Linked DNA regions of Mus musculus: region 2 is linked to region 1. Evidence: chromatin contacts called from public Hi-C data. All regions are on one chromosome and are shown on one strand. The core of a region is the stretch at or near the end of the contact, and the rest is flanking DNA. Distances in the headings are between cores, read along the strand shown. Region 1 overlaps Ehd3 (EH-domain containing 3). Region 2 overlaps Gm30983 (a long non-coding RNA gene).

Region 1 (7,393 bases), core at 3,461-5,960:
ACAGAGGGAGAATCTTGGATTCAAAGTCAACCCTTAATTTTATTAAACACCAATTGGTGCCAAATGTGCTTCAGAGATACCTGGGTTGTGCACACAAGTTCCTTTGTATCGCTGTTCTCCACCCTTTTGGGTTTATGCCTCATGGGAAGTGTGGGCAATCTGCAAACTGTTCTTGGCTTCGCACCGCCTTCCCTGGCCCTCTGATCATCCTTGGTCATGACCCTGAGGACATTAAGCTACTGGACCATCTCCTTCCCGCAGTAAAGGCACTTTGGTAGCTTCTGGACCTGAGCATGTCCAGGGACTAAGCTCTGGGGAGTTCCCAGCAGCCATCTTGCAAAATGGGAGGGAAGAAAAGCAAATGTGTTTTAAGAGCAGGGTCCCCCGAACACTAGAAAGTTTAAGTGCCTCTGTGTGGGATACCCTCTGGATTTTGCCTAAGTCACCACAGGCTGTTACTAGATCCAAGAAAGTGGAAGAGTGAGATGCCCCACATTATCCCTTATCTGAGGGAGGCAGATCCCTCTTCCTTCTTATCCTCCTAGTTCAAGGGGCCCCCTTCCTCCTCATAACAATAACTGAATTTAGCTCGTGCACCCAAAGCCGTTTCCCCTCTAGAGAGAGGGCAAGAGTGGAGCGAGTCAACCGTCAGGGGTTTTCCCCAACCAAACTGCACATTTTTCTCTCTTCTCACTAAATCCAACAGTTTCAATTATTATTAGAAAGCGAAGAATAGAATAAACTTGAAAAAGAAACGAAACTGTCCATAACCTATAACTCAGGAAAACAAAACAAAACAAAAACATTTAAAATATGTTTACCTTTTCGGGACTTACGGCTGTCTTACACTCTGTTGAGCGCATACCATGAGTGTAATTTCGTAAGCGAGAGTTTTTTAGTTATGGTTATAGTATGACTATGCCTCACCTAACCATCATTTTCATCAGCTATATAATATTTCACTTCAGATAGATGTGGTGTATTCCTTAATTAGCTGCTACTTTACATGTTGCTCTTGATTTGTTTGCTGTTGCAAGATTACCCTGAATAGCTGGGTGTGGTGGCGCATGCCTTTAATCCCAGCCCTTGGGAGGCAGAGGCAGGCGGATTTCTGAGTTTGAGGCCAGCCTGGTCTACAAAGTGAGTTCCAGGACAGCCAGGGCTACAGAGAAACCCTGTCTCGAAAAACCAAAAAAAAAAAAAAAAAAAAAAAAAAAGAAAAGAAAAAAGATTACCCTGAATAGCATATTCTCCACAGATTGGTCTTGGTTTATTTTAGAGATTACAAGAATCCTGGGGGGGGGGGGAGGCCAAAGGGTATGCAGCATTCTTCATAAATATTTAATTTAAAAAAAGAGTGTTTCTCTATTGAGTCGAATTCCGCAGTTGGCTCCCAACATGGTAGTACGCACAACTACCACTTTGCCCTGAGTGTGTGCACCCTGGTCTGGCTCTCAGGAGCCTTCCCATCTCTGTCTGAGGCCTGAGCCTGGAAGAACCTCTCCCCTCCAGGACTTGCCCCTTGAGTCCCTCATTATTGGCTTTATGTCTCCTGAGTGTCCATCTGCTTTCAGCTCTGCGGTGTTTGCCATGAAATCTATTGCTTGTCTCCGGAGGAACACACAGAAAGGACATTCTTGTAATAACTAATTGACGTGCTATGATCTCTGCCTGAAATAACTTCCCTGGCCTAAGGCCCAGCAACCCAGAGTAATAAAATAAACAATAAATTGGTCTGTGGGCTGCTCCCTCCAACACAGTCTGCCTTTCTGGAGCACAGTAGCTCTGTGTCCCTGGCGGTCTCCTTCCGCCTCTGCTGTTTCTCTTGCTGGCATGAAGCTTTAAGCTTTAAGCTCCTCCTTCTCCGGACCTGTTGGATTCCTGGCTACCCTTTCTTGCTACTTATTTTCTGGGCCTTCTCTGTCTGCTGGCAGACAGGAGAGAGGAAGTAGAGGTAGGCAGGAACTAGCCCAGGTACTAACTGTTATTATGGTATCCTTGAACTTTGCTTGGACTGGAGAGGAGAGGTCTGAGGTTCAGAGCCCCTGCTATAATGTCTAGGTTGAACTTGAGCCTCTTCTGTAATAAGCCTTGGGCCACTGGGATGCTAGGTGTACCAGAGTGAAGCCAACTTAGCTGTTTCAACTGTTTCACATTTCTTCAAGGACTCTGCAGCCTCCACCAAGGGTGATTGATGTAGTGTTTCCTGTGTTTGCTCCATCTGTTATCATTTCCAGGGACAGATAGGGATGGGGACACACACCTTACCTTGGCCCTCAGTGTATGATTATCTCATGAAAGATGATTTTCATGGAAACCAAAGGCAGAGAGTTCACCATCCTGGGGAAATCCACTCCTCTGTAGACTTACTCTGCCTGCAACAGTACCTTCACCACTTCAGGGCTCTGATATCGGGAGTCAAAGGATGTTCTTTTATTGTCCTAGTCTGTTGTGTTCAAAGTGGAGCTGGGTAAATGTGCAGTTGCTTTTATCCAAGGCTCATTGGTTACTGAAGGGAGCATAAATCTTCAGACTAGAGGAACCGTATCTGCCTGCCTCGGGTCCAGATGAGGAATCACCTTGAATCCAGGCATCTGGAAGTCAGCAGAGACAACAGTGGAGAAAGGTTTGCATACCACTCCCATTGGCTGTGGGACAAAGGTCTTAACCCAGGCTATGTCAGTAGAACCTGGCTCCCCTATTCTTTAGCCAAGAGGCTAACAAAGAAGGATAAGGGAGGTTACACCCTCATTTCTCTCTGATCTTGTTTCCTTATCCATACCATATGAATCCTAGCAACTGCTTCGTGGGAACAGGAGAGTTCAGAACCAATTCTAGGCCATTTAGTTCCAGGTACCAATGGGGTGGGAGGTTATCAATACCCACCCATCTAGCTGAGGATGACCCTCAGGAGGTAGGGGGCAGCCTTCTAGTTTGGTGAAGGGCATGCTGCCTGTCTATACTACAGAAGGGCAGAAGAGGAACATGATGCTGGAGTAACTAGTGTCCCAGATGGGCAGGCTGCAAGGGTGGAGCCTGCAAGGGAATGAATGCTAAAACCATCCAATCCCAGCTCTAAACTGTTCCATGACCATTTCCTGGGGCATGAAGCTGACTTCTTAACCTAGCATCCATCTACATACAGTCTTCCACCTACTTTGTGTCTCTGTGTGTATGTTACTCTCTCCCTAAAACTAAGTCAGGCTAATAGGGCAAGAGTTATCCTGGCTTTATTTTAAAGTAGAAGGATCCATGGCTGAAATGCTCAAAGATATAGTTGCATATCACAAAGACCCACTGTGCTTTCTGAATGCGCTTAGACTACCTGCAGGGGAAGAGCTGTGAGATCTGCTGTTACAGGAGAAGGAAGAATGTGTGTGGTTTGTGGGTGAGGTGGGGGATGAATCCGTTAAGGCTTCACGAAGGACACATCTGAACTGTGTTTAGAGACAAGGTGGGAATGTGCCAAGTACCTGCAGGCAACCCTGAAGGGTTCATTTTCTCTAATTATCGTTTCTGTCATTGTGGGAAAAGTCTGCTACAGGCCTTGCTTTCTCAAAACTCTTGTGTATTACCTCGAACTGTTGAACTTTTTAGCTGTCATAGTTAGAAACCAGGTATTTCCCTGTTTTATCAGCCAGGGAGGTAGAGCCATTCCTTTAACATGTTCAGTGACTTAGGTATTTATTTAGTGTGTCCATGCTTGCCTGCTTGGATGTATGTGTATGTCCGGCAAGTGAAGGTCAGAGGACAATTTGCCAGAGTCGATTCTCTCTTTCCACCATGCTAGAGATCAAACTTAGGCTGCCAGGCTTGGCAGCAGGTGCCTTTACCCACTGAGCCATCTTGCTGGTCCCAGTGTTCTTTTGAGCAACTTGTTCAGGATCATGTTGGTGGTAGAGTTGTGTGGGTCCCTAAGTCACTCAAGAGAACAAGATTCTTCAGATGATTTGGGACACCTAACCCAGAGCCTCCAGCAGCAATATTCACAGGTCCTCAGCCTTTGTAGTTTCTTCCCTGTCTGTGGTTGAATCCAGTAGCTGCTCAGAGCCTGGGCCTCCTTGCTGGGGAGTTGGGTGCCTGAAAGACAAGCCCGGATGAGACTCTTGGGCTCTATGCCATGCCCTGCATACTTAGGTCATCAGCAAAGCAGACCACATGCTTAGATTGCCAACTAAGCAGGGCATAAAAAATGAGGAAAATGTTATGAAATAATTTCTACTTAAGAAGCATATGAAGAAAAATCACCCTCATGGGGAAAAGTCAGATTTGTGTTGAATTTCCCCACACATATTTTATGGTTTAGCCTTTATTTATTTTGCATTGGATGGCAAGGGAGGGGAGACACCAAGATCTTTTCAGTGTTGTTTGGGACCTCAAATTTGACCCTGAACTTGAACATGGTATTTTTCACCTGACCCTGTTGCAAAACTGAGTTAATGTTGTCATGTCATGGCACTGGTAAGGTGGATTATGTGGGCAGAAGTTCAAAGCATAAGCATAAGTACAATCTAAGGAGGGTTCTGTCCCTTCTTATTTCATGCGTCCCCATCTCAGCTGGTCCCACCCAGGCTTGAATTAACTTTTCTTTTTTTACACAGCTGTGGGAATGTTTTTGCCCAGCAACAGAGGCGATCTGTCCCACACCCTGTAAAGAAGTAGTGCATGAGATTTCTCAATAGATTTTCCTTTCTGGACACAGTGGTGGCTTTGTTTGTGGGGCACCCGGTGCCACAAGCCATACCCAAATGTCTCTGAGAATTTATCCCGTCCAGTTCCCTGCTTGGCCTGACTGTAGCCTCTGGGCATGCTCTTAGCCTCCTTAGTCTCTGGGTTTCCCCAGACTCATTACGAGGTCAGCAAGTTATGGGTCCTGTGAGTGTAAGAAGCCAGCAGACCAACCCAGAACCCTTTGGCCGGCCACCTCAGGCAGTGGCTCCACAACTCCCCAGGGAGCTGACCTGTTAGGCTGGGCAGTGTCACCCTTTGTTCATCTGCTGAGTACAGCATGTCTTCCAGAGCTGGAATCTGAGACGCCTTCTAAAGAACATTAGCTCATTGCCGCTGTGGCCTCATTCATTCTGGGCATTTTTGAGGCTGCCTCAGAATGGTTCTTTCCATCCCTCTAGTTCAGCTGTCCCATCCACACTCTGCTACACCTCCTCGATGGGTCTGCATTAGGACATGGAGCAGCCGACATCGACTGACCCAAATCAGCACAAAGATTCTCACAGGGAATCCGGCCTTACTGTTTCTCGGTGTCCTTTTGAAAACCACAGGGTCAAGACCTGCTCCTGCCATCTGATAGCAAGAGCATATGCATATAGATCATACACATATACATATGCATATACATATATACCTGCAGTCACTGAGGCTGAGTGAACAGCCAGGGGCTGAGTTTCTGGAGACATGTATTCCCAAGTTTGTGGGTCCCAGGCCCTGGCTCTAACCAGCTTCTTGCCAAACGATATACTTTTGGAGCTTATATCACGTTTTGCTTCTAGTTCCATGTGGGGATGCAGGGCATCATTGTTGGCCTGTCCCCAGAGGTGGATGCATTTCCAGGAGAAGGCTTAGGTCGTGAGAGGAGACAGTGGCTATGGTCATGAGAGGCATTGGTGTTAAATCCAAATGCCAGGCTCAAATCCTAGGCTATCTGTAACTGATGTGCACATGGGGCAAATTAACTTTGGTCTCTTCCCCTTTAAAATAAGAAAAGATGCTCTGTAAAGGGTACCAGTTGAATAAGTAACACATGTAACTCATCTAACTTCCACAACAGTCTACAAGGTAGATTTACTCCCAAGGCCAGCAGTTCTCAACCTGTGGGTCATGACCCCTTTGGGAGTTGAGCAACCCTTGGTCACCTAAGACCATCGGAAAACACAGATATTTGCATTGCAGTTCATAACAGCAGCAACATTACAGTTATGAAGTAGCAACAAAACTAATTTTATGGTTGGGAGGACACTCCAACATGAACGGTGTCATACACAACATGAATTAAAGGGTCACAGCCTTAGGAAGGCTGAGAACCACTGTCCTAGGTGGCATTTGACAGAGGGGATCATCATGCTAACAGCCCACTGGATATGAATATTAGACGAGATGACCATAGAACAGTTAGAACAATGTCTGGCATATTACAGGCAAGAAGTAAGCCTGAACTAGGATGCCCTGTGTGGTGGAGGGAGGTACTGAAGCCACGGTGTTTACAATAGGTACCCTCTAAAGGGCATACTCGTCATAGAAAGCCCGGGGTCCTGTCTCACTCAGGAAGTTCTCAAGGGAAAGGTTCACCAAGAGAGCGGAAAGCACAGTCCTATGTGTGGCTTTGTTTTTCTCTGATCGCAGCTCCACCACAGGCTCTCAAAAGGATGTTCTGACTGGAAGAAATCCCTCCTTGATACTCCCAGTTGCTAGACTGGAATAGTAGAGGTTAGAGGGGATCCCCAAGGCAACCCACGACTTCAAAGGCTCCCCCACACTGCTGCTGTCATTAGTCTCTGAGCAGATCAACAGCTTCCTCTGGGGTTGAGGCTACTGCAGCTGCTCCACGGGCTCCTTGGGGACCAGGTCCATAGCAACCCCACCCAGGCAACATGGGATAGTTTCCTGAAGGCACAGCTAGCCTGCTGGGGACCCAGAGGAAACCCAGTAGGTCTCCTTGGATCCTGCCCACCCTAGAGAGGCAACGGATGGCAAGGAGCTCAAACTTGAGCCAGGGAGACTGGACTTTGCCTGGGCCTTGGTGAGCTTTCTGGGAGGTGATTTCTTAGAGGAATCAAAGATGGGAGAAGAGCAGCAGCAATGTCTCCCTGCTGGGGGTGGGGGCATGGGTTCCAGCCCTAGTACTTGAGAAAGTCACATAACCCTTCTCAGCTTCCTCGGAGCCTACCTCAAGTGCCACTGTGGGGAACAGAAGACAGTATAACCAGACGTTCTGAATAAAATGTGACACTCAGAATTGCTGTTATATGTTAGCAGTTATTATTAAGAAAATGACAGGGTTGATACAGAGACCACTATAATGCCCTGGCTGTGTGTTTGAATCATCTGGGAACCTTATAAAGAGTAGCACTACTAAGGTCTTGACCAAGAAGGTTAGAAACATCAGAGTAGAGGCCCGAATCCATCTGCTGATACTCCTCAAGTACTAAGGACCAGGAAGCTGGGCCTCTGTGGTTCTCATTGTTCCTGAGCCCTCCCTCTGTAGGTTTGCGTTTCTCAGGCAGCATCCTTTAGTGCCCAGCACAGATGCTCCGGGACTGTCCTCTGTCTGCCCAGTCCTATCCAAGGGTAGCTCCATGCACTGTTTTTCAGTCTAGCCACCCCCCACCCCCTGAAACACACTGTGTTCAAACTTGTCCAAGAATCCTAAAGGGCTCTG
Region 2 (6,678 bases), core at 2,018-4,517, 160 kb after region 1:
TCTGTAACCTGCCTACACCCTCCTACATTTAAAATAATTTTCATACTATGTATAATACTGAAGATAATGTAAGTGCTATGGTATAGATATACTTCTTACTAAGAGAAGATGACAAGAAAAACTGTACTTGTTCAAGATGGGATTTTTCTAAATATTTTTTATCTAGGGTTTATTGAATGCATGGGTGTAGAAGGCTGATAGCCTGTGTAGGAAATAATGGTGAGGTTAACTGTCAACTTGACACAACTGAGAATCATGTGGAGAAAGGAGTCTCAATGAGAAATTATCTGGGCTGGCCTTTCAGCACGTCTGGGGCAGGGTGGGGTGTGTCTTAATGGCCTTAATTGACGTTGACATGAGAAGTCCCAGCTCCAAAATAGGCAGCAGCAATGCTTGGTTTGGTGTGCTAGACTCTATAAGGCTGAAGGAAGCAGCCGAGCAACACACATGAATACGTCTACTTCCCTTCACTTTTGACTATGTGTACGATGTGACTACCTGCTTCCAGTTCCCACCTTGACGTTTCTATGGTGACGGACTATAATCTGGAATTGTAAGCAAAAATAAACCTTATCTTTCCTAAACTGCTACCTGTAAGAGGATTTCATCACTGCAACTAGGGCAGAAATAAGTAACAAAATGAAGTTATTGCTGAAGTAGACCTAACCATGTTGTGTTGTGAGGAGGAATGTAGAAAGCCTTGGAATTTTAGCCTTGAAAATAGCTTAACGGCTGCTTTCTAATGGGAGCTTGGAAGATGAAAAGGCAGAGAGAAATGCAGACAGTGGGGGCCCAGCATGTGTGAGGTATAGGATGGTGATGAGGTCTTCATCAGGAACTGACATGGGAGCCATTTTTATAAAATGTTAGCCAAGAATCTAGCTTCCATTCTGTCTGTGTCCTGAAAAAAAATCTAAGTAAATCTAAACTTGAAGAGGGCAGAACAGTTTTTGGTAGGGAAAGACTCAGTATGGACTTATGCTAAAGAGACAGGCAGAATTATTATTTTTTTTTTAAGAAATCCAGTCCCATTGTAGGGGAGCCTCTCATGTTACACTGGGGGGACAGGAAAGTGTTTCCTCAGGATCACCACACAGAAAGTGATGTCTCCGAGATCCAAGGAGGCTGCGGTACACCTCAAGGTAAAAACAGAATTAAGCAATGTAAGAGTTAGCCGCTTGGTACTGGTTTGTAAATCATAGAATACAGAAGTCAGGTGTTGCTTGAAGAACAGTTGAGGCCAGGAAACTTTGACAAGATTGGAATCCCCCCCCCCCAAAAAAGAGCCTCAAAGGCTCTCACATGAAACTGTGACTGCAAAGCCTAAGCTGTAATAAGACCCCAGAATACTGTAGATGCCAGGACTGGGGAATGGCCACCAAGGAGAACTATAGGTACGGAGTGGAGCTGACTTAATCCTAAAAGAAAATATCCATCGGATATAGGGAGCAGAGCTGGAAGGGTGAAGCTGCCCAGGCCCTTAGGGTTCTGAGAGATTTTATTGTTAGCCCCAGATACTGATCACCAAAGCCACAAAATTTGTTGTTCTCCCTACAAAATTTTGGAGTTGCTTTGGTATGAGTGTTCATTTGCTATACCCTGTTCTTCCCTTCTGGAATGAGAGTCTTGATTCTGTGCCATCATATGTTGAAAGTATTTAAATTATTTTGATGTGATAGGATTTCAAATAAAAGGATTTGGACTTTTAAAGTGTTATACTTGTTAAAGACTATGGGAACACTCACGGTAGGACTCCATTTTTTACGATGAGATAGCTTACGAACAAGGAATTAAAGGTTATGGCTTCGAGTAATGTGTTTTTGTATCAAGTTGGCAAGGGGTGGAGTTATGATGATGATTTTTAATTGTCTGTGTAACAATTAAAAGGAAAAGTAAGAACTATTATTTCCCACACTTCAGGCCTGAGCTTGATAGAATCCTATATTTTTGAAAACACTAGTTTCTCTTTTAAAATGTCTCCACAATGCCTCCTCCTCTCCCTCCTCCTCCTCCTCTTCCACCTCGTCACCATCTTCTCTCTCTCTCTCTCTCTCTTTCTCTCTCTCTCCTTCTCTCTCTTTCTCTCTCTTAAAGAAATGGGTTTCACTGTGATATTTTCAAGCAATTATATTATTATACTTTGTGTTTATAACTGAGTGGCTCACAGAGGCACTGGCAACAACTCAGTACAGAGATGCAGCCAGCACTGGATTTGAGCCAGGGGGAAGAATCGAGGAGGAAACCCTCAGAGCTGCAAAAACAAAGCAGCCACTGCCCTCAACAGGAATCTGGGGACAAGGAAGTGAGTTCCACTAAAAATAGACTCACTCACCAGAAGTGCTGGTTTAAGAGAAACCGCTTTCCAGAAAGGGTTGGGCCCTGTGGGTGTTAGTCAGGGTTCATGACTCCATCCAAATGATGATTGGTGGAACACTCCTAAAGGGGGTTGGGAACAGAAGTCACTAATGGAAATGGGGTGGGCTAGAAATTATGTGCACAGGGATAAAAACTGGACATGTGAGAAATTGGTCCAGCTAGAGGATGAGGAAGGCAGCAGATGGGACCTTGCCCACTGCTGTGGCCTACTGGTCTCTTGTTGCATGATTCCAGATTGTCTGCCCCAGAATTTGTGAGTCATTTGTGGGGAGAAAAAAAAATGGTCATTTTGAGAATGGTTAAAACCAAGGGCTGGTCCACCCATCTCCATCAAAAGCCTCAGAGAGTAGTACAACGCTTCCCACTTCCCAGCCTGGAGGAGCTACTGTATCTGCAGGAGAGTGACCCCTTCCCCTTTCCAAAACCCTTCTGCTTCCCCTTGTCCCTCTAGGAACACAAAAGTTCCCTCCTGTGGACAGAAGGTATGAAATCTGTCAGTGACTTTCACACTTGTAGAATGAGTTGGTACATCCCTCCTCAAGTCCAGCTCCCCAGAGCCTAAGAACAAGACGAGGGAATCAGATATCACCGCCACCAAGTAGCTAATTAGCATATTATAATTTAAAGCATCAGTTTCACATGCCCAGCACCCTCCCTCTACTTCACTAAGGACCTGCAGCTCTGCCTCCTTTTGGCTACCATCCATGGATGAGAAGGGGAATGAACGGGGGTGGGAGGGGAATGAAGAGAGGATTGTATACAGGATGGGTAGACACTATTCTGGAAAAACAGAACTCAGATAGGCTATTCGTGTTCCTACCAGGAGCTCCTCATAGACAGCTGTCATGAGTCCTGAAAGGCCCAGTACAGGCACCAGCTGAGAATTAGTCACCCACAAAGTTGACGGGCTAGCTTAAGAACAGACTCTGTGACGGCAGGCTGGAGCAAGAAGTGGCACTGTCTGATCTGTGAGGGCCAGTGGGTGCCTTAGCATGCTCCCTAATTATGATGTTCTTGCTGTCTTGAGAAAGAGACAATTAGTTCTAGAAAGAGCTCTGGGGAGAAGAGTCTTGCAGCTGGTTTAACCTCTGCTGGAGCACCCTAGTATTTAGGCAGATGTTAGGTGATGGCTGTGGGTATCTGAGGAGACTCCCTAGCTTGGTCTTATGGGCAGGGCTAGTGCCTTGAATGATGCACGTCCCTTGCAGGCATTTGTATCCTGCTACAGTCTCTCATGGTAGATTGGAAGTCAAAAGGCGGGGGAAACACTTGCTACCATGATTCCCACAACTTGCCCCCATCATCCTTGTAAGAAGCAATTCTTGCCACAAAGAAACTATTTTCAAGAGACTTGGAGGGGGGAAATATCCTCTTATTAGCAGGCCAATAGGAAGAGCTATCAAGAAAAGGGTCCTCGAATAAGAGTCAGAGAAGACAATAATATAATCTGAGAGGCATGAGTAGTCTTATAACTAACTACATGCCATGCAGATTAAGAGGACACAAGAGGGGTGCAGCAAGCATAGAAAGCAAATTCACGTGGCCACTTATGAATGTTATACCTTTGGGTAAGAAAGATCCTTATGTTCTTTAAACTCATCCCTTTCTGTAGAATGAAAATAGCAATGTTTTCCTGAGCTGGGGTTGTAAGACGATGTTTGTCAATTGCCAGAACAAGAGATGTTTTTTCTGAGCAGAAACAGCTTTGCGGCTGTTATATTGTTTTAAGTCACTCTTCCAAGAACTTCCTGGTCACGTGCATCTAATGACGAACCGATGATGTTCACTAGGCACGTCTCAGAAGAAAGTGCCCTGCATCCACACTGAGACACCAAGGACCACCCAGGAAGGGAGGAGTGTGGGCTCCTCCCACCAGGTCTATCTGGGGCCACATTGCTCAAGTGAGTTCATGGTGCCTGTTTGTTTCAGTTGTTGGGACCGAGCAGAGATCGAACTAAGTGACCTCTAATAGCAGGGCTTCAGGACCCTTAGAGGATGAGACGGGTAACCACAGTCCTTCCATCGACTCAGAAATATCTAATCCGCTTAGCCCTGTGTTCCTGGGTCTTAACTGGCCGGCTGCATCTGCACACAGTGCTGACTTCCCATACCTGGAGATACTTGGTCAAGCTACACTTGTCTAGATGAGACACATTTCACACACTTGTCTAGATGCACATTTCAGCCTGTCACGTGACCACCCACAACTTTAAAGACGTTTGCCCATCACGTGACCATAGGTTTGATTCAACTATAATCATCAGCCCTCTAACTTCTTGGGTAGCACCCTGAAGAATGCCCGAGGGAGGCAGAGAAGTGGAAGCAAGGGTCGTCAGTCAGCAACTGCCTGAACATTGGTTCCGTGGTCCCTTAGTGAAAGCAGAGATGGCGACCAACCGGGGCAGACAAAACAGCTGTGAGGCAAAAATGAGATGGAGCATCCCTAGGGAGCTCGGCTTCATGGACAGGAAGAAGGAACAGCCCTTCCCAGAATGGGAGAGAAGGAAAAGAGCTGTGTGGTGACACTACCAGGTGATTAGATTTGGTAGTGGGGAAAGACCGACTTTTAAATTCCTTGCTGGGTTTGGGAGGGGACGATGTATTTTGTTTACAATGAATACAAGACAGTTAAAGTATCTGAGAGGATTATGGGTTGGGATGAATGAAGTCAGGAAAGTGGAGATGCGTGGCTATTCCTTGAGGAGGGCTAAGGAGCTGACCTCAGCAAGGTGGCAACTGGCAGTGCCCACCTCCTGCTTAGTGTTGAAAGTCATGAGCCTACAGCTAGAACAGTTACCATAGAAAAGAAATGCCATATATATCTACTCAGCTGGGAGACTGAAGCACTCACCTGAATGCCTCCCTTTACGTGGGCCTGTGTTGCAACAGAGGAATGTAAGAAGGAAAGAAGGTTTGCAAGGGAGGGAAATCACAGGATGGGCTGGGGAGAGAAAAAGAAAGAGGGGAAATAATTAATTCTATTTTAATTAAAATACATTAAATAAAAAATAACGGCTCATAAGCTGTAACCTCAGTAAAAGAGAAGTGAAGTCAAACAGTGTTGGCTAATACAAAAAAATAAAGAAGTCACATGGTCATTAGTAAGGACTGCTTCACAGAGCCAAGAATGGCATCTGAGAGCAGAATCAGTGAATTCCTGTCTAGGATTTGAGGCAATGGCCAGGGTGCAGTCCACAACAAAGTTCTTTGTGCTTTAATTCATATACTACTAGATGCATAAATCAAGTGCCCTGTGTGTAATTTGGGGCAAATGTATACACTCATTTTACCACCACAATTTACATCATAACTTGAAAGTTCTTTAATAATGACTCTCAGTTGTCACTCTGTCTCCCCAGTAGTAGGGATCCTGTTCCAATTGCTACAGGTGACACTTATGTTGTGTAAGGATTTCTGCCACTGTAATTGTACAGAATATCTTTTTTTTTGGATCTCGAATCTTTCCCTTTGGGGCAATGAAATTCATCCATGCTCTTCTGGCTCTAGTCATTCCTTCTTTTAGTTTTTAATTGTTAAGTGGTATCTCACTGGGAAAACACCACAATTTATTTGTCTTTTCTATTATCTTTCTCTATAGAATATCATATCATACATTAGATGTAGGCTTCATTTCATAAGAAATATATATGTTGTCCTTCAAGATGAGTGTCACATGTTATACTCCAACTATAGATGCTGTAAAAATCTTAGCTACCCCCAAAACCAACTCAACATTTAACATTTTCAGTCATGTTGATTTTAATAACTTAAATACTATGTCTTGTGGTGTTTCCTGCTTTTTTTTTTTTGACCTCCAAGTTACTGATACTTTTGAGTGATTTCCATGTGCTTCTCTATCCGTTTCATTTCTTGATCAGTGTCCATTCCAAATTGAGTTGGGTTTTTTTTTTGTTGTTGTTGTTTTGTTTTGTTTTGGGTTTTTTTTGTTTTTTTTTTTTCTGTACTGAACCAATGAGATCTTGGCTATTGATTTTTGTGACTGGTGTGAAACGGGAGTAGAATCCTCATTTTCCCATACAGTAATCTAGCTGTGAATGGTGTGAAGCAGGAGTAAGATTCTCTCTCTTTTTTTTTTTTCTCCTACAGTAATCCAGTTGTTCCACTGAACTCGAATTCACAACTTGGATCACATTGGCTTCTTTTGGCAACTTAGTTTATGGGTCAATTGACTGTCTATCTGAGGAGCTGTTCCTTGATTCTCCCAAGTGTGTCTAACTTGTTGATATTGTGACATGACAATTTCATTGTTCTAGCTAGTTTTATGTCAACTTGACAGAAGTT

The links. Hi-C and Micro-C count contacts between places; a contact is called where the count stands out from the background.
Region 2: a contact with region 1 is called in a Hi-C map of myocytes, with 2.1 times the contacts expected there. The contact joins two enhancer-like sites. A contact is called at or near these places in 1 of 39 promoter capture datasets (hippocampal neurons), 2 of 484 Hi-C or Micro-C datasets (myocytes and uterus), 1 of 115 datasets of contacts at active chromatin or transcription factors (memory CD8 T cells) and 1 of 9 other capture datasets (adipose tissue).

What each region holds. Positions count from the first base shown.
Region 1 is chr17:73,806,916-73,814,308 of GRCm38.p6, forward strand. All of the region lies in intron 1 of Ehd3 (EH-domain containing 3), which reads left to right. Among named protein-coding and RNA genes, the nearest start is that of Ehd3, 5.8 kb to the left of the region's middle. Within about 2 kb of position 4,711, at least 52 of the 459 cell types and tissues checked have an H3K27ac peak or open chromatin away from gene starts, as enhancers often do. A contact at or near this core is called in adipose tissue and myocytes, where this site is marked.
Region 2 is chr17:73,968,259-73,974,936 of GRCm38.p6, forward strand. Gm30983 (a long non-coding RNA gene) reads right to left here. Exons shown (of 6, transcript XR_385755.2): 5 at 5,228-5,317. Among named protein-coding and RNA genes, the nearest start is that of Gm30983, 12 kb to the right of the region's middle. Within about 2 kb of position 3,268, at least 99 of the 459 cell types and tissues checked have an H3K27ac peak or open chromatin away from gene starts, as enhancers often do. A contact at or near this core is called in adipose tissue and myocytes, where this site is marked.